Linked DNA regions of Mus musculus: regions 1, 2, 3, 4 and 6 are each linked to region 5. A link is a contact called in public ChIA-PET, HiChIP or PLAC-seq and promoter capture Hi-C data. All regions are on one chromosome and are shown on one strand. The core of a region is the stretch at or near the end of the contact, and the rest is flanking DNA. Distances in the headings are between cores, read along the strand shown. Region 1 overlaps Gabpb1 (GA repeat binding protein, beta 1). Region 2 holds the start of Dusp2 (dual specificity phosphatase 2). Region 3 holds the start of Usp8 (ubiquitin specific peptidase 8). Region 4 holds the start of Hdc (histidine decarboxylase). Region 5 holds the start of Ap4e1 (adaptor-related protein complex AP-4, epsilon 1). Region 6 holds the start of Slc27a2 (solute carrier family 27 (fatty acid transporter), member 2).

Evidence for each region. Promoter capture Hi-C pulls out the DNA fragments that hold promoters and counts their contacts. ChIA-PET counts read pairs in DNA pulled down with a chosen protein or histone mark. HiChIP or PLAC-seq counts read pairs in DNA pulled down with a chosen protein or histone mark.
Region 1: a promoter capture Hi-C map of hippocampal neurons shows a contact between it and region 5, with 2.8 times the contacts expected there. The contact joins the enhancer-like site here to the promoter of Ap4e1 in region 5. A contact is called at or near these places in 4 of 39 promoter capture datasets (cranial neural crest, hippocampal neurons, liver and 1 more), 1 of 15 datasets of contacts at CTCF or cohesin (large pre-B cells), 2 of 484 Hi-C or Micro-C datasets (embryonic stem cells and pre-hematopoietic stem cells), 4 of 115 datasets of contacts at active chromatin or transcription factors (the 230-238 cell line, fetal liver and large pre-B cells) and 2 of 9 other capture datasets (embryonic stem cells and macrophages).
Region 2: an RNA polymerase II ChIA-PET map of memory CD8 T cells shows a contact between it and region 5, with 42 read pairs. The contact joins the promoter of Dusp2 here to the promoter of Ap4e1 in region 5. A contact is called at or near these places in 3 of 39 promoter capture datasets (embryonic stem cells, erythroid cells and stem cell-derived epiblast-like cells), 6 of 484 Hi-C or Micro-C datasets (CD8 T cells, the G1E-ER4 cell line, Th1 cells and 2 more) and 1 of 115 datasets of contacts at active chromatin or transcription factors (memory CD8 T cells).
Region 3: a contact with region 5 is called in an H3K4me3 HiChIP or PLAC-seq map of the SCID.adh cell line, with 4 times the contacts expected there. The contact joins the promoter of Usp8 here to the promoter of Ap4e1 in region 5. A contact is called at or near these places in 7 of 39 promoter capture datasets (embryonic stem cells, erythroid cells, frontonasal cranial neural crest and 4 more), 2 of 15 datasets of contacts at CTCF or cohesin (the NIH/3T3 cell line and embryonic stem cells), 7 of 484 Hi-C or Micro-C datasets (the C2C12 cell line, CD8 T cells, the HPC-7 cell line and 4 more), 18 of 115 datasets of contacts at active chromatin or transcription factors (the NIH/3T3 cell line, the SCID.adh cell line, astrocytes and 12 more) and 4 of 9 other capture datasets (adipose tissue, embryonic stem cells, liver and 1 more).
Region 4: a promoter capture Hi-C map of embryonic stem cells shows a contact between it and region 5, with 3 times the contacts expected there. The contact joins the promoter of Hdc here to the promoter of Ap4e1 in region 5. A contact is called at or near these places in 9 of 39 promoter capture datasets (the 3T3-L1 cell line, the HPC-7 cell line, cranial neural crest and 4 more), 1 of 484 Hi-C or Micro-C datasets (embryonic stem cells), 5 of 115 datasets of contacts at active chromatin or transcription factors (the 230-238 cell line, embryonic limb bud, embryonic stem cells and 1 more) and 2 of 9 other capture datasets (liver and macrophages).
Region 6: a contact with region 5 is called in an H3K27ac HiChIP or PLAC-seq map of embryonic stem cells, with 4 times the contacts expected there. The contact joins the promoter of Slc27a2 here to the promoter of Ap4e1 in region 5. A contact is called at or near these places in 5 of 39 promoter capture datasets (3T3-L1-derived adipocytes, the HPC-7 cell line, pre-B cells and 2 more), 1 of 15 datasets of contacts at CTCF or cohesin (large pre-B cells), 1 of 484 Hi-C or Micro-C datasets (embryonic stem cells), 3 of 115 datasets of contacts at active chromatin or transcription factors (embryonic stem cells and large pre-B cells) and 2 of 9 other capture datasets (embryonic stem cells and macrophages).

Annotation. Positions count from the first base shown.
Region 1 is chr2:126,639,415-126,642,114 of GRCm38.p6, reverse strand. The region is part of intron 7 of Gabpb1 (GA repeat binding protein, beta 1); the gene reads left to right. Among named protein-coding and RNA genes, the nearest start is that of Hdc, 22 kb to the right of the region's middle. Within about 2 kb of position 1,289, at least 3 of the 459 cell types and tissues checked have an H3K27ac peak or open chromatin away from gene starts, as enhancers often do. A contact at or near this core is called in hippocampal neurons, where this site is marked.
Region 2 is chr2:127,334,819-127,337,518 of GRCm38.p6, reverse strand. It overlaps Dusp2 (dual specificity phosphatase 2), which reads right to left and starts at 1,360. Exons shown (of 4, transcript NM_010090.2): 1 at 882-1,360; 2 at 621-742; 3 at 51-270. The coding sequence starts at 1,281. It overlaps Gm46762 (a long non-coding RNA gene), which reads left to right and starts at 1,968. Exons shown (of 3, transcript XR_003953899.1): 1 at 1,968-2,700.
Region 3 is chr2:126,705,950-126,708,649 of GRCm38.p6, reverse strand. Usp8 (ubiquitin specific peptidase 8) reads right to left here and starts at 1,322. Exons shown (of 19, transcript NM_019729.3): 1 at 1,163-1,322.
Region 4 is chr2:126,617,244-126,619,943 of GRCm38.p6, reverse strand. It overlaps Hdc (histidine decarboxylase), which reads left to right and starts at 1,266. Exons shown (of 12, transcript NM_008230.6): 1 at 1,266-1,426. The coding sequence starts at 1,375.
Region 5 is chr2:127,007,435-127,010,134 of GRCm38.p6, reverse strand. It overlaps Ap4e1 (adaptor-related protein complex AP-4, epsilon 1), which reads right to left and starts at 1,424. Exons shown (of 21, transcript NM_175550.3): 1 at 1,235-1,424. The coding sequence starts at 1,381.
Region 6 is chr2:126,551,711-126,554,410 of GRCm38.p6, reverse strand. Slc27a2 (solute carrier family 27 (fatty acid transporter), member 2) reads right to left here and starts at 1,387. Exons shown (of 10, transcript NM_011978.2): 1 at 779-1,387. The coding sequence starts at 1,256.

The DNA.
Region 1 (2,700 bases), core at 40-2,539, 370 kb after region 5:
TCTTGTATCTACATATCTGAGTTCAGTTTTACACTAGTACTACCACACCCAGATGCATGTCCCTTTACCATAGGAACTATGAGCCCTTGTGGCTATTTTAGGTCCCCAAAGAGCATGAAAAAGCAGCTGCCAGATTTTTTGTTTTAACTTTTAAAAATAGTATTCATTTTCTCACTTGAAATCAATTAAATATTCTGGGCAGGGTAGATCTTTCATTCACTTATAGCCTTGTAGAAAAGTTGCTGCTTTGATAAAGTATGCTCAGCCTAACTTTCTAGGGACGATGCTTTAGTGTGTTTGTAAGTTTACAATAAGCTTGATGTCTGAAATTAACCTTTTTGTTCAAAAAACAATAAAACCCCAAAGCTGACCTGGGGCTTATCTAGAACAGGACTAGAAGGGGCTTTGCCAGGGTATACACTTTCCCTACCCACCCACCATGGGAACCACAGAGATTTACAAGGTAGATGAAGTAACAGACAGTTTTAGTGTAACCCGAAGGCTGAAAGTTCCACATTTAAAGTGCTATCAGGCCAGTGTAGTGCTGAGTGCCTTTAGTTCCAGCACTCAGGTAGAAGTAGACAGATCTCTGTAAGCTCAAGGCTAGCTTGCTCTACATAGCAAGTTTGAAGCCAGTACTACACAGTGAGACCCTGTGCCAAAAAGGCTGGTCTGGTCTGGAACTCACAGAGATGCAACCACCTCTCCCTGGCTGCTGGAATTAAAAGCATCCGCCACTACACACAATTTTTTTTTTTTTTAAGATAGAGAATGAACAAAGAAAACATGATGTCAGTCTCTTGTCTCCAAATGTCCAGGCATACTTATGCACACATCCATGTAAACATTTACGTGCACCACACACGCACACATACGAACTGGATTAAACAAAAGGATCTCTCAAACCAGACACTAGACGAATGCACTGATTTTATTTATGAGCAGATGCAAGTCAACTCATGTTTTGTAAATGGGAGACTCTGTGTCCAGGAACATTCAGTTCTTCCTGAGTAAATGTAATATGCCATTAAAGCAATGCTAGTGTGTTAGTAACAGTGTCAGAAACTGTAACTTAAACAATAGACATGAACTTTTCGTGGTCCAACATCAAGTGTCAGCAGGTTTCTTTGGCTTGTCGATAGCTGCATTCCAGCTGTGTCCTATCTTCTCTCAAAAGGACACAGAGATAGAATAGCTCATGATTTTACCTTGATTCCATTGAAGGGCCCTGCTTCCAAATATAATCATTCTAGGTTACTGAAGGTTACAGCTTTTACTGACAGATGGGAGGGTAGGAGGGACATGCTTTAGTTCTGTAACTAGTCAGATGGATTCTAAAGTTAATGTTGCTAGAGCAAAGAATTAGGAAAACTCTGAAAAAGAAAAATAGTAAACTGTTAAAGCCTCTATAATTTAAAATGTCTAACATGCCCTGTATCATGTCCAGTGAAAGAGAATTTCTCCATTCTTGTTATAAATATAATATGATATGAATAAAATGAAGTAACATTTTCTTGGTATAGTTGATATTGTAAGTTTTTATTTTATGTGTATGAGAACCTGCCTGCATATTTTCATGTGTGCTATATGATTGCAGTACCCATGGCGGCCAGAAGAGGGTGTCATATCCCTTAGAACTGGAATTACAGACCGTTGGAAGCTGCCAGGTGGTGCTAGGAATTGAGCCCAGGGCCACTGGAAGAGCAGCTCTTAACTGCTAAGCCACCTCTCCAGGCCCATTTCTAATGTTTTATATTACCATACATTGTGCTACAAGTTTCACTATTTTTAAATTTGTTACCTTTGTTACAGAAATTTTCATGTTTTGACAACATTTTAAAAGTGCTTACCTTTATTTACTTGTTGGGAGGAAACTGTGTGCCACAACACACATGCACGAGAGAGCATCCTTCTACCACATGAATCCCAGCCATTGAATTCAGGTCAGGCTTGGTGGCAAGTGCCCTTACCTGAGGAGCCATCTTGCTGGCCATGTTTTAGTAAGGAATCTGAGGCAGGGTCTCACTGTGTAGACCAAGCTGGCTTTGAACTCACAGAGATCTGCCTGGCTCTGCCTCCTGAGTTCCTCACCATGCTCCATTTGACGAAAAGTTTTGATAGTCTTAGAAAACAGTGGTAATTTCTCTTGTGACTTAAAAACATTAATTAAATTTTTTTCTTCATGGCTGTCAAATATGTTCTACACTGCTCTGCAAAGCAAGGGTATGTGCTTTCTGTATGTTCATGTTTATATGAAAACATCAAAAATGTAAACAGTGCCCACAGATTCACCAGGGACACTGCTACAGTGTTCACAGTTGTGTGTATTCAGGGACAGTATTAGCAGGCCGAAGATAGCTGTGTGCTGAGAAAAGATGGAGTTGGTGCTCGAGTGGGTGTGCTTTCTGTTTGCCTCCCATGGGTATTTGTTGTCTTTACACAAATTATTGTAAGACTAATATGCAAGAAACTAATAAAAGCAATTCTGTCAGCAGGTGCCCAGGATACTCTTAACATATGCATCTTTAATATTACTTTGACCATTCAGCTGTGTGGATGAGTATATTATGTGTAAGAGTGCCATCAGTAGCACTACAGTAAGTGGGCTTCAGTGAGAAAATGAAGGGAACCAGCAGGGACCTCTTCATAGAGGAGCAGTGTTTGGAAATGCCTGATGCTGCGTGCTACAGGAGAGTAGCA
Region 2 (2,700 bases), core at 111-2,610, 330 kb before region 5:
TACCTTCTCCCCTACAGTTCCCACAGAACCCTGGGCTGAGGCTCCCCTACCTATGAAGCTGATAGCCTCCTGGAACCAGGCACTTATCTCCACCATCTGGTTATCTTCTACTGGAATGCTCTTGTAATGGAAAAGACCCTCAAAGTGGTTGGGGCAGCTGGCAGAGACATTGAGAACTGCTGTGATGCCGCAGGCCTGCAGGCCCTGAAGATCTGAGGAGTGGTTGCAGCTGCCCAAGTACAGGTAGGGCAAGATTTCCACAGGACCACCCTGGAGGAGGAAGGGGACGGTGGTGAGACCTCACTCAGCCTTGTGCTGGAGGGCTTGATCCAGACATCTTGGATTGGCTAGAAACAAGAGAAGCTCTAGGCCTTCTGACCAAGGACAGAATTAAAAGTCTTGAGGCCACAAGGGGACATATGTTCAGACACTTTGTGCCACATATGCCTTAAAGTCTGTATGAGGATATATACACGTTCACACCATTTGCAGGTCACACAAACACTCTCCACATCTGGGAATGTATATTGGAACACACCCCTGTCTTTCCCCACTGGCGTTCTCCAGAGGCATCCCTCTAGAATGCACAATGAAGACAACAAATTCGAATATCAACTCACCTGGTCATAGATCGGAACCCTCGGGTCAGAGTTGCTATTTTCGGCCCCAGCAGGAGGCAGGGCCTGGGCAGGAGCTTCAGAGCACAGATCCGGACAGTACGTCTGGAAGCTTTTGAAACCGCCTGTGGGAAAGACAAGAAAGGGTATGATTAGCCAAGAGGTCGGGAACGGGGCACGGAACGTGGGACAAGGGGCTAAGAGCGCGGGGCGCGGAACATGGGAGAAGGGGCGAAGGGCGCAGGGCGCGGGGCGCGGGCTCACCTCGCAAGAAGCACACGGTCGTGGGTCCCCCGCGCATCTCGTGCTGCAGTGCGGCTAGCAGCAGGTGAGCGGGGCCGTCCGGCGGGAGCTCGGCCACAGACGCGCTGCTTTCATCCAGCACCACGGCACGGGCCAGCTCCCCGCGGCCCAGGCGCGCCCGGAGTGCGCGGTCGGGCAACAGACAGGCGAGGGCAGCGGCGGGGGTGCCGCGCGCACGCCGCCGCAGCAGCGCGTTCCAGGGCACCGGTCGCGCGGCGCGCACGTGGCTCCGGCAGAAGGCCAGGAACGGGCGGCAGTCGAGCAGCAGCGTGCGCTCGGCCTCCCGCGGCTCCCGCAGCAGCGCGCCCAGCGCCGCGCACTCTAGCTCGCACGCCGTCTCCAGCCCCATGGCGATCGGCATCGCAAAGCCTCCTGCTTCCGGATGTCCTCTCCCTCGGCTCCGGCGGCGCGGTGTCTGTGTGGCGGGAGCTGACGGTTCTGGGGGCTCTTCGTCGAGCCCGGGCTTAAATACTCGAGGGCTGGCCCCTCGGGTCACCATACAAGGGTAGAGCAGGAAGGCGCCGGTGCCCGCCCCCGCGGCTTCACGTGGGACTCTGGCTGGGCCGCCCCCGGGGCTCCCTGAGCGGACAGGGGGTGGGTGGGGCGGGGCATCAGGGGGAGGGACACGCGGGGGAAGAAACTGGGAACCAGACCGTGACAAGTGTCGGCCTGGAGTCTAGAGGCCCCACCCACGTCTCTCCAGTGTATATGCCCCAGTGCTCCCCACTCTTTGCCAGGCTTCAAGCCACTAAGTGCTTAGGAACTCAGCTCTCAGCTGCACCGAGCCTTTGAGTTACTCAGGTCTTCAGCTTCCTCACTTTTCCCATTTTCTCCCAGGGTTTTCATTCTAGGAATTTCGATAGCAAAAATGGACAAATTACCTGTTGCTACCCATAATGATACACTATTAGGAAAGACACCAACCGTCAGGAAATTGTCCTATTCTCCCATGTCAGGCCCAGGCCCAGGTGGAGGAGTCCTGGAAAGCCAAAGCCCTGGGGCAGGGGCGGGGGTGGGGTGGGGTGGGAGGGGCTTTAATGGGGAAGGGGCGCAGGGGCCTGTGACGAGTTTCCTCTTATGACTGGGACAGTTTCTTTCCCCAGGGGCCCAGGGAAACCCCCAAGAGCCTAAAAAGAAGTAGTTCCCATGCCACAGGCCAGGGCTAAAGAGGAACTCTGTTGACGATGCTGGGCTCTCCCAGGGCATAGCCAGGCCTGGCGGGAATTTCAGGGGAAGAAGGACTATTCACAGAACCTGTTCCCTTCCGACCCCTTAGGAGCTACAAACCCCTCTGGGACAGGCCCTGGTCCCACACCAAACTGTAAGAATGAAAAACTGGGTAACTCACAGCCATTCTGTGCTCCCCCACTCAAGTGCCTGCCCGCCCCCCCCTCCCGGATGTGGTGAGGCCCAGCTGCACGTGGGCCCCCCGGGACACTCCTGCGTTGGGGGCGAGAAAGTTGGTAGGTGGCTGAACTGAAGCAGGCGGGTGGGGACAGTGTTCAGAACCCAGCCTCCCAAATCTTTATTGCCCTGAGCCAATCCTCTGCCTTTACTAAGACCCTTCCAGCATCCCTGCAGATCCTTTGTTTCTTGGAGGCCTGTGGCTAGAACCTGTGGGGACCCCTAACATAAGGTATGGTAGGTATATAGGTGCTCGAGCAAAATATTATGCCTTTCCTCTTGATTTGGGGAACTTGGGGCTTGTGGGGGATACAGAATGCCAGGGAGAGCTACGAGGACTCCTGGACCAGGAGTCATGGACTTGTGTCTCAGTGGC
Region 3 (2,700 bases), core at 73-2,572, 300 kb after region 5:
AGCAGATATCTTTAAAACAGAAACAAAAACCAAAAACTACCACCACCAACAATACACCGAGCCTGGCAGTGGTGGGCAGCACTCGGGAGGCAAAGGCAGGCAGAACTTTGAGATCAAGGGCAATCGTGGTTTAGAGTGAGTTCCATAATAGCTATGGCTGCACAGACAAACTGTCTCGAGAAAAAAAAGAAAGAAAGTAAGAAAAAAAGAAAGAGAATAAAGCCACCAAAACCAAAAAATAACACATGGAATTTTTAATGAAGTAGGATAATATACACAACTAAGAATACTCTAAGATTTAAAAAGAATACCCTTGCCAGGAGTGGTGCTTGATGCAGTTTTATCCATCTCTGGAGCCAAGGGAGGAAGGTTTCAGTGAGTTTGAGACAAGTCCTGTTTACATAGTAAGACCTTGTGGGTGGTGGCGGGGAACAACCAAGAATTACACCCTTTAGCTAGGCATCGTTTTGATCCGAAACCCTAGAGCTTTTTAATAAATATGAAACTCCTTAGATTCTGCAACACCTCTGTGAGTCACGTAAATATTTCTTGAATGACTGACTCAAGGTCATAGGCAGAAAGCAAGAACAAAACATAGGAACAGGGTCTGCAGCTTTGTGGGTAAAGGAATATCATTGTGATTTGGGGTTGACAACTCTCTCGGTACATCAGATGTGAAGGGAACTTGTCAGTGCCACAAGTCTACAAACGAAGAAACATTTTTAAGAAAAGAAAATGCCCTCTTTGAAGAAGTTTTAAGTGTGGTGAGTTTACTTAACTCAATTTTTGTACTTCACTGAAAACATGCGTGACCCGGGTAAAGGGGAATAGGGAAAACATGACAAATGGTCGTATTAAGGCCTGGGGTTGTAGGTAGCACAAAATGAGAAAAAAGGAAGCAAAAGGAAGGAGTCCAAAGTTGGGTCTAGTGTCCAACAGAAAGGAGAACTGGTCAAGGCCACCCTCTGAGACCGGCAAACTACATCAAACTCGCTGGGCACCGTAGGAGGGGGACGGGAGCGACCAAGAGTCGGGCCCTCCCTGGACCAGCCAGTTGTCTGGGGTTGTCCCACCCCTCCGCGGACAGGGCTCGTCTCCCGGATGACCAGCAGCTGGAGGACGCCTTCCCCAGGAACCGGGGCCGGAGCCAGGCCGCACTCACCGCAGCGCCCGCGCTCCGCTAACACCGGCCTCCTCGCCTGACGCCCATCGCCCACCACCAGAAGGAGAACGAGCCTTCGCTCTCAGACGCACGGCAGCGCAGCTCATCCCCTCTTCCCGATTCGCATTGCGTGGCGACGGGTCGCGTCTCGAAACGTCACGGCGAGGGCGGAGCTTCCAGTGAACCCTGTAACTCCGCCTTTCTGTCCCGTAGGGAGGGACATCAGGGCGGCCCTCTCCGGAAGGGTGAGCGCCGAACCGGCCTGAGCATGCGTCGGAAGGACAGTTTGAGCTGGTGCGGGACGGAAGCGCGCGTGCTGCGCTTCCGGTGTCCTCGCGCGTCTCTTTTCCGGGTGGAAGTCAGTTCAGATTGTGTCACATTGTGACTTGGAGCTGTCCACGGAGGAATCGAGGATATTTTGGCGCCTCTCAATAGTGCATTTTTCCCGTCAGATCGGACATTAGGGGGAAAATACGGGGAGAGGATTGATACCTTCTAAAACTTGGGAATAAACATTCTCCAAAGCCAAGCCTCTGGTTAAAGAACAGACGTGTTTGGAAAACACATTGCACAAACACCGTCAACATTTCCAAAAGGACCAGTCTTACAAAGCTGGGGTTTGAACTCTTTGGAGAGTTGTCTTGTGGAGAAAAGATGGGCTACTCGTGGACATAAAAATTGCTTAAGAGTGGAGTTGTTTTCCCTGGTCACTAAATCCGTTGGGACAGTCCAACTTTTTAATGCATGTCAAATCTAAAAGCACAGCTCTACTAAGTATATAAAATGAAAATACTTAGCAGATAGGCTGCCATTAAACGTTAAAGAGTAGTAAGCATCCAGTCTACCAACCTTTAAAATAAACCTTAGTTTCGTTTCCATTACAATTAGCTACATGCAAAGGTATTCTTGTGCTGGGCGGTGGTGGCACACGCCTTTAGTCCCAGCACTTGGGAGGCAGAGACAGACGGATTTCTGAGTTCGAGGCCAGCCTGGTCTACAGAGTGAGTTCCAGGACAGCCAGGGCTACACAGAGAAACCCTGTCTCGAAAAACCAAACCAACCAAACAAACAAAATCTTGCATTTCTCCTTTAAAAAATCAACACTAAATTATATACTATTTGTTCTCCCTAGACAAGTAAAGACTGGTGTGATTTGATACCGTGCAATGCTGGGAACTACTGGATAAAAGCCTCAAATGTTTTTTTTTTCCCCCTCATAATTAAGGAAGAAATTGTTTTTTTGAGGATGGATTATTTTAGGAAAATGTTTTTTCTCTGCTCAGCTTTGTGGAATTGAGTAAGGAAAGAAAAACTTAGAGCTGAATGTGAGAATAAGTATAAAACACATGGAGAACATTTTGGGGTGCTCTGACAATTGGAAGGAGGTAGGACTGAAAGGAAGAGAGACATCATTGGAGTGTATCAGTGAAAATTTTCTCTGAGCCCAACAAGATGCGTGAAGTCCTTACCAGGTAAACTTGGCAATCTGAGTTTGATTCCTGGAAAACACACACACACACACACACTCACGCACACAC
Region 4 (2,700 bases), core at 17-2,516, 390 kb after region 5:
GTGCTTATCCTTCAGGTAGCCCTGCAAACATTTCAAATCTGCTCCAGAGGTACTTTTAAAAAAGGGAGATGGGAACTGGGGACCAAAGGCAAGGCCTCGGGCGGGCGTGCTAGGTGAGCGGTTTGCCACTGAGCCCCACCCTTGTTTAACCTTTAGCTCTTTCTCCCATTCTTCCCCCTGACCACCCCCCATGAAGTCTGTTGTGTAAGTACAGGTAATGCTTTAGACACTGTTTTTCTCAGATTGTGTTCAAGCTCTTGGGTGCAGGCATCCGCAGTCCAGAGCCTCTGAGGAACAAAGGGACCTCGATATAAAGAACAAAAAGCTCTTGGTATTCGGGAAAACTCCGAAGGATTTTTGTTGTTTTGTGGCAGTGTTGGGGTTCAGGACAAACACACCACCCCAGAATATGATTTCAGGAGAAACTGCCATCCCCGCCCCCACTAGTACGCTTCCTTTGTGTTATCTCGAGAAGCCCTGGACGTAGGAGGAGTTCTCAAAAGCTGTTCTTTCGTAAGAGATGGTCAGGAAGAAACGTTGATTAGGAAAAGTACTCGACTCAGGAAGAGGAGGGGTACAGATAACTGCTGTCACCAGAAAGATTTCCATCTGACAAAGTGGCAATTCTTCCCCCTTACGAATGTGTGTCCCGCACTCTGCTGCACCCAGGCTCCGCTCTGTTCTCCAGCTCTGCTTGCTGTAGAAGCGTCCATCCACTAAAGGGACTTCCAGATTTATTGGCACTGAACAGGTTTTTCCTCCGTTAGCTTAAACAGTAGTCGAGGCAAAGAACCCAGAACAAGTGCTATGTAGTAATGGATAAAAAGAATCCTTCATATCCTGTTGTTGATCTGTCCTGAGCTCAGCCTGGCTAGCTATGGGCTTCTCTGAGCCGGCTCTGCCCTCACCTCATAGAGAAGCCAGGGCAGGAGCAACTCCACCCTCTGTGCTACTTATTGTGAATGCCCTTGGCCTATTTCTGGCCTCTGAGCTAGGAGCTTTATTCAAGGCTGGGGCTCTATGGTCTGAATGCAGGGGCAGGGATGATAGAGGGCTCTTTTACCTTGTCTATCCAGAGCTGCTTGTAGGCTTGGGAGGCTAGGTGCCCCAACTGGTCTAAAAACACCATGTTCTCTGATTCTGTTGATCAAAGTTCAAATCAGAAAGGACGGGGACAAGAGAGGCTGAAATTAAGCCTGAAGGAAGGGACTTTATGGGGGCGGGGCTAAAGGAGGGGAATAGGGAACTCCTTAAATAAGAGATGCACTGGCTGCCAGGGAGTGCACAGCACAGACAAAGGCGACCAAGAAGCCCTGTTGACAGCTGCCTTCCAGCCTCCTCTGTCTGTCTGCCAGGAGGAGCAATCCAAGGGAGATGATGGAGCCCTGTGAATACCGTGAATACCGTGAATACTACCGAGCTAGAGGTGAGTGACAGGGTGGGTCTTCCCTGCTGTTGGAGGCAGGTGAGTGTTTGAGTTGCCTTGGGAGAGCCGGTTTGGCTTCAGTGGTGTTTCTCCTGAATTCTTGAACAGGATGTAGATCAGAGTTTTAACAGGTCCCTCATTCCCTGCCTCTCATGTGCCTACTTCTGTGATTGCTGCCTGTGTCTTGCATTTTGTTTCCTTCTACCTGCCCACAAAATAAACTATCTGTATTTGTGATCCACTCAATTGCCTTATGAAATAGGAAAAAAAAAAAAAAGACTTAAGCATTTGATAGCCCAAACTCTCTTAATATTCATTTCTCTGTGTAAAGTAGTTTATTCTTTTAGTGTTCATGTTTAAACGTTCGCCAAGTGCCCACTTGTATACCAGCTTGCAGGGAAAGCAAAGCCAGGTACCCTGTTTTCAGGCCTGGCTGTCCACAGGTAGGGAAGTGCTTAAAGGGGATTTGTAGGAAGATGAGGATGCATCCAACAAAGTGACTTGTGACATGATGAGTTTGGTTCTGCTTCTTCTGTTTAGTACGCATTAACTGAAATACACATCAACTTAAAATAAAGGTTCTTTTAGAAGCCTATGTGACAACAGAGAACTTTGAATGTCTTTGTAATTTTGTAATAGTCTCATCTCCACTAGAGGGGCCACAGTGTATGAAACTTCTTGGCTGTAAGTTAATATCTATCCTGCTTTAAATCTCTTTTCTCTCTTCTCCCCTATCAACCTTTGTAGGCAGACGCGTATTAGCGTATCATGTGGCTTTTCAACAGTGCACTTAGCTGAGAGTGTGGGTTCCTATCCTGCAGTGGGACACATTTTCCTATGAGACTGTCTGGGGATGAGTGCCAGCTCTCTCATGTCTACTGGGCACCACTCAGTGCTGGGTGCCCAAGGCTGTGGTGGGCTGAAGGAGTCAAGCTCTCTGGTGCCTCAGTTTGTCTAGGCCCAGTTCTGTGTGTAGGGACTTTGCAGAAGCTGAGGTAGAGGGAATAAATCAGGCTCCTTTTCTTCTCTGCTCCTTTGCTCCTTTGCAGGGAGAAGGGGAATGGGAAGGGTTTCTGGTTGCTCATAGTAGGTGCACATCTAGAGGGTGGGAGGCCATGAGAGAGAGCCCCTCTGAAGGGTCAAAGAACAACTGGCCTGCAGTGGCTTCACATGACTGCTTCCCTTTCTGACTAGTCTTCATTCTTTTGGTGCATCTATTTGAGTGTGGAAGCCGTGTGACAAGCCCTGAGTGCCAGCAGCAGGGAGCGGTGGGG
Region 5 (2,700 bases), core at 175-2,674:
AAGCCGGGTGTGGTGAGGTGGACCTGTGATCCCTGCACTCCTATGGTGAGACAGAACACTCGAAGCTCCCTAGCCAGCCTGCCTGAATATACAACACAGAAACAAGCGTCAAGAGAGATCTCACCTACTAGGTGGAAGGTAAGGACTAAGACCCAAAGCTGTTCTCGGAAGCCTATACATGTGCCGTGGGTCCGTGCATCCTCACATACCAGCACATACACATTCTCTCAGTACATACATGTACACACAAAATACTTACTTGCCCTCTCATACAAATTAGCAACAGAAAAGCACGAAGAGATGTTAAGTACACGAATAATGATTAAGGGATGTTCAGCAAGCCCTGCCACACACCAGCTTCCAGTGAGAACACAAGCCCGTTTTAAACCTTTAAAGGCATCTTGTTTCTCTTCTCCATGCTGCAGGCATTTACACTGCACTGTAGTTACTTATTTATGTTAAGTCTAAAATGGACAGAAAATAGACAGAAAAGTGTTTTGCTATTTTCATTACTTAACATATAGTTGTGCTTGATAAATACTTGCTGAAGAAAGTATGACACAATATTATGTTTTTAAGACAAACACTCCTTGAGGCTTTGAGTCAGTACCATACAAAGTACGTGGGAACTTAATAACTTCTATAGTAACTACTAGTTTTCAAAGCGCGTCTTTGCCCAACCCGTTGGTCTAGACTAAACCTCAAGCTCTGCAAAGATTAACAGCCCTGTCAGGGGTGGGAATGAGGGTTGTCTGTCCGAGTACGTGATGCTTCCAAATAGAAAAATTAAAACTCAAGAGGGAGCCGGGCAGTGGTGGCACAAGCCTTTAATCCCAGCACTTGGAAGGCAGAGGCAGGCGGATTTCTGAGTTCGAGGCCAGCCTGGTCTACAGAGTGAGTTCCAGGACAGCCCGGGCTACACAGAGAAATCCTGTCTCGAAAAATCAAAACAAAACAAAAATCTCAACAGGGAGGAGAAACTTGGTAGGAGCCTATAGCTCAGGCTTTAGGTCATACTGGCTTTTTTCACTCGATTGACAGCTCATGTAATCCTCAAAGCACCCCATGAGAAAACACACGGAGGGTCTTCGGGCCTCCAAATCAGAAAGCCGGCCTCCTGAGGTCGGTCGGTACAGGCAACTTGAGGCGGACGCCCGGCTGCGTCCATCCAGCGGACCGATGTCTCCGGCCCCGCCGCCCCACCCCATCCCGCCCAGCCAACCCCGCCGCATACGTGCTTGGATGAGAGTGCAGTGACGCCACGGATGAGGCCGCCCAGCCTGGAGAAGAAGGGTGCTCTGGAGGCCGCAGGTCCTCCCAGCTGGTTCTGCAGGAAGAGCCCCGGCAGTGCGGTCAGCGTCCTCTCCACCATGTCGCTCATCGCTGCCTCCCTACGAGGCTACTTCGCGCTGACTCTCCCGGCCTCCGTAGTCACTTCCGGCGTTTTGAATAAGAAATCTTTATTCGCGCCGGAGCAGGACGAGCAGGATGAAGTTCCGGGAAACACCGCCTGGGGGCGCACGAGTCTAGGAGGAGAGAGGAGTTCTCTGGAGACATGAAGTTCATGATCATTCTATTAGCGGTGAAATGTGTGTGCATGATCTTGTATTTTCTCGAACTTCCCAAGGTTAATGAATTCGTGCCATTCCCCTGTCCCAGCCTCCAAGTGCTGGGATTACAAACCTGACCTACCATCTTTATAGTGTTCTTAACACCTGTAGGAGCTCTTATCTCTGAAACTTTGTCTGTGATAAGTGAAATTTTTTTCTTAAATCTTGAAGTTGTTCTTGTACCTACACCTCAACAAAAGAAAAAGTTTGCCTGACAGAATAGTTATGCAAAGATAAAGTTTAGGGCTGGTGAGATGGCTCAGTGGGTAAGAGCACTGTCTGCTCTTCCAAAGGTCCTGAGTTCAAATTCCAGCAACCACACGGTGGCTCACAACCATCCATAATGAGATCTGACGCCCTCTTCTGTTGCGTGTCTGAAGACAGCAACAGGGTACTTATTTATAATAATAAATAAATCTTTTTTTAAAAAAGTTTAATTTATTGAAAAATCTCAATATTTAAATTATTTAAAACAGATTTTCTTTAGAATTTAATATTTTATGCCTACGTAAAGTTTTGTTTACTGTGTGTGTGTGTATGTGTGTGTGTGTTTTTTTAACTTTAGGCCCTTTCACTAGTTTAAATTAGAAAACTTACTTTCCAGCCATGTAGTGGTTGTTGCCTGAAATCCCAGCCCTTGAGACTGGAAGGAGGAGCAAGAAAATTCAAGGGCATCACCGGCTCCATATCAAGTTCAAAACAAACCTGAGTTATATGAAACCCTGTCTTAACTTTCCCCATCCCCCAATTTTTTTCTTCCACCTAAAAAATATGCTGGGGAAAGCTGATACATTTCTGACTCGGGTGAAAGGAACGCGGCTACACTGCCAAAAAGTAAAGTGAAACTTTCCTTCCCCTGGCCTGGGTGATGTTCACTATCCCCCTTAGTCCGTCTTATCCAATAGAGCTTTTTCAAATTGTGCTGTGGTGCCAGTAAAACAGGGTCATTGTTTGGACCAAAGTTTAAAGGAAGAAAAATTACACATTTGAAACAGAGACATGGTAGGCTATATAAAAAGCAAAACTCTGTTGTTCCTGCTTTTCAAGCAGCACTAAAACTTCTTTTTTTTATTTATTTTTTTTTCTATTT
Region 6 (2,700 bases), core at 138-2,637, 460 kb after region 5:
ATTACAGTATTTGGCACCAATGGGCATCCCAAAGAGTTGGATCCTCTCATCTTCTGTATGGTTACTAATGTCTTTTTACTTTTTCCTGGTCCGGTCTCTCCTTACTGACTGTGAGAAGCAGCAAGGGTGTTGTTCAGACACTAACTGCTGGGAGCTGAGGAAAAGAGAGGACGGGGACAGGGAAGCGACTTTCCCATGACTGTAAGTCTACCAAAGCTAGGGGCTGGATCCACTGCGGTTCTCATCCAAGGCCCTCTGAATTTTAATGTAAATGTGTTAAGTTCTGATTGGAGGAATGGATTTAGAAGTGGATCCCTTTGGACAGCCCCAAGTCTTCCTTAGACACTGCACGTGAAGCTTTGGATTTCTGGGCTGCACATAGAAATCCCATGATATGAGTTGTGAAGATTAAAAACAACATTGTGCATATACAGCGGTCCCCTGGGTTAACATTGAGGGTGGGTGGGAACTGCCTCGCACATAACATGGATACACACTTCTTCTTGCCATCTCTAAACAACACAGGTAAGAATGAGTGGTTTAGTATTCAACACCGTGTTAGGTATCATACGCAATCTGGACTCCGCATTGGAGGACTGAAGCGCTTCGAAAGACAGGCCACTTTACATCTAGGAATTATAAGGATTGTTAATCAGCGTCGTACACCTGGAATTGACCTCTTTTCCTGCTTCCCGGCCCCACACCACACTGCAACCCCGAAACCAAGTGCCTCTATCCTCCCACCTCCAGGGTTAGGGCCGGCGGTTTTGCAGCTCACCTGGGGAGGCCAGCAGCACCTTCGCCCCGCAGCATTGAAAGCAGTGCAGCAGAGACTTGGCACGAATGTTGTAGTTGAGGCACGCCATGGGACAGCCCAGTTTGAGCAGTCCCAGCCAGATCCACACGTAGGCCGGCTCATTGCCCATGAAGAGGGCTACGCAATCCCCCTGTCGTAGGCCCAGTTGATCGTGCAGCGCCCGCGCCACTTGGTTGCTGCGCCGGTCCACCTGGGCGTAGGTGAGCGTCTCGTCTCGGAACAGCAGGAAGGGCTTGTGTGGGGTCTTGCGCGCTTGTTCCAGGAAGGCCCGCAGGATGGTACGCACGGGTCGCCGCTGCCGGTAGCTGCGCACCCGCCGGGCCATGTTGGCCAGCCGCAGGAAGTACCGCACATCTTGGAGGAGGTAGGGGCAGCAGCAGGTGAGCAGCAGAGGCAGCAGCAGCAGCCCCGCCAGGCCGGTGTAGAGCACTGGCAGCATGGCGGTAGCTGCGGGGTCCCCGGTCCCCGCCGGGGCCGAGGGAGTGCTCGAGGCGTGCAGCGCGGCGGCAGGCGGGAGAGGAGCAGAGCAGGAGCTGGCGACTGGGCTCGGCCTCCGGACGCGCTGCGACTGCGGGTGGCGGCTCGGCTGCAGGTGCCTGTGGCGCGCTGTGCGGGCGGGACGGCCGTGGGTCCCGCCCCCTCGTGGGGCTCCTCGTGCGCTCAGGGGGCCGCTCCTGTCAGCCTGGGTGGCCCAGGATGCCACAGCACTTGTGTTCAGTGTCTGGGGTCAGATGAGATCTAGTTCTCCGCAAACAACGCTTAGCGCAAACAGCCCACGTTGAAAAGGTCAAAGGCGTGGTGCTGTGGTTAGTTATTCTTATCACACAGCGCAGTGCCTTTGCTTAATCAAGTACCTTATAAACGCACCGCAGCCTTATTATTAATAGCGGGCACCAGGTGCCACAGCCAACTCAGAGTCCCACCTCCACTCCTTGGTCCCAGAGGCTTTCCGCTAGATCTCTCTTTGTTTCTAACGTTTGCTTCTCTGCTCAGGCAGTCTCCTGTGGGGAAGGTTTCAAGGTTGAACAAAAGCGCCAGAGGTGGTCGCATTCAGCTGCACCTGCCAGCCCCTCTTGTGAGCTTCGCCTGTTTCGGGAACTCCGGAACTCGAGCAATGGGGTCCTGTTAATTTGTTTTGAGATTTTGTTCTGTTACGCGAGCCACTTTCCAACATCGACGGTATTGTGGACTCAGTTCGACATTTACCAAAACACACAAAGCAAACAAAGTAAATAATGGCATATCTCAAAAGTCATTTCTTCAAGAAGTTTGATCTATGTATTAATGCCCCTAGGTAGTGGTACTGTACAAGGTTAGCATGCTTGCTACCAAGTAAAGTAAAGATGTGCTTCGTTGTCACAGTCTTCTGTCTCATGCTCATTCATATTATTGTTGTAAGATAACTTGTCTTGAACCGTCAGAGGTCTTCTCAGATGATCCTTTCATGCTTGTTCACTGAGGAGAAAGGGAAGTTTAGGTGATTCTTTGTCATGTCCACTGCAGCTGTGGTTTCCTGTGTAAACCCTGGAAGGGGCTAAGGAGGGAAGGAGAGTCAGTTTTCTTTAGCGATGTGGTCCCTAGAAGGTCGACCTTGCTCTAGTGGATGGCCCTACGGCCCAACTGTACACACACACACACACACACACACACACACACACACACAGATAAGTGTATATACTGTACAAATTGAATTGAGATCTATTGGAAAAAGGAAGAGGGCATCAAGGAGAGGTGATAGGGTCTGGAAGAGAGATCGGATCTGGAAATATTTAGGGGTAAATATGATCAAATACATTGTATGTATGTGTGAAGTTCTCAAAGAATTAATAAAAATATTATGCTTAAAGAATATCTAGTAATATGTGAGATATGAAAGAGGAACC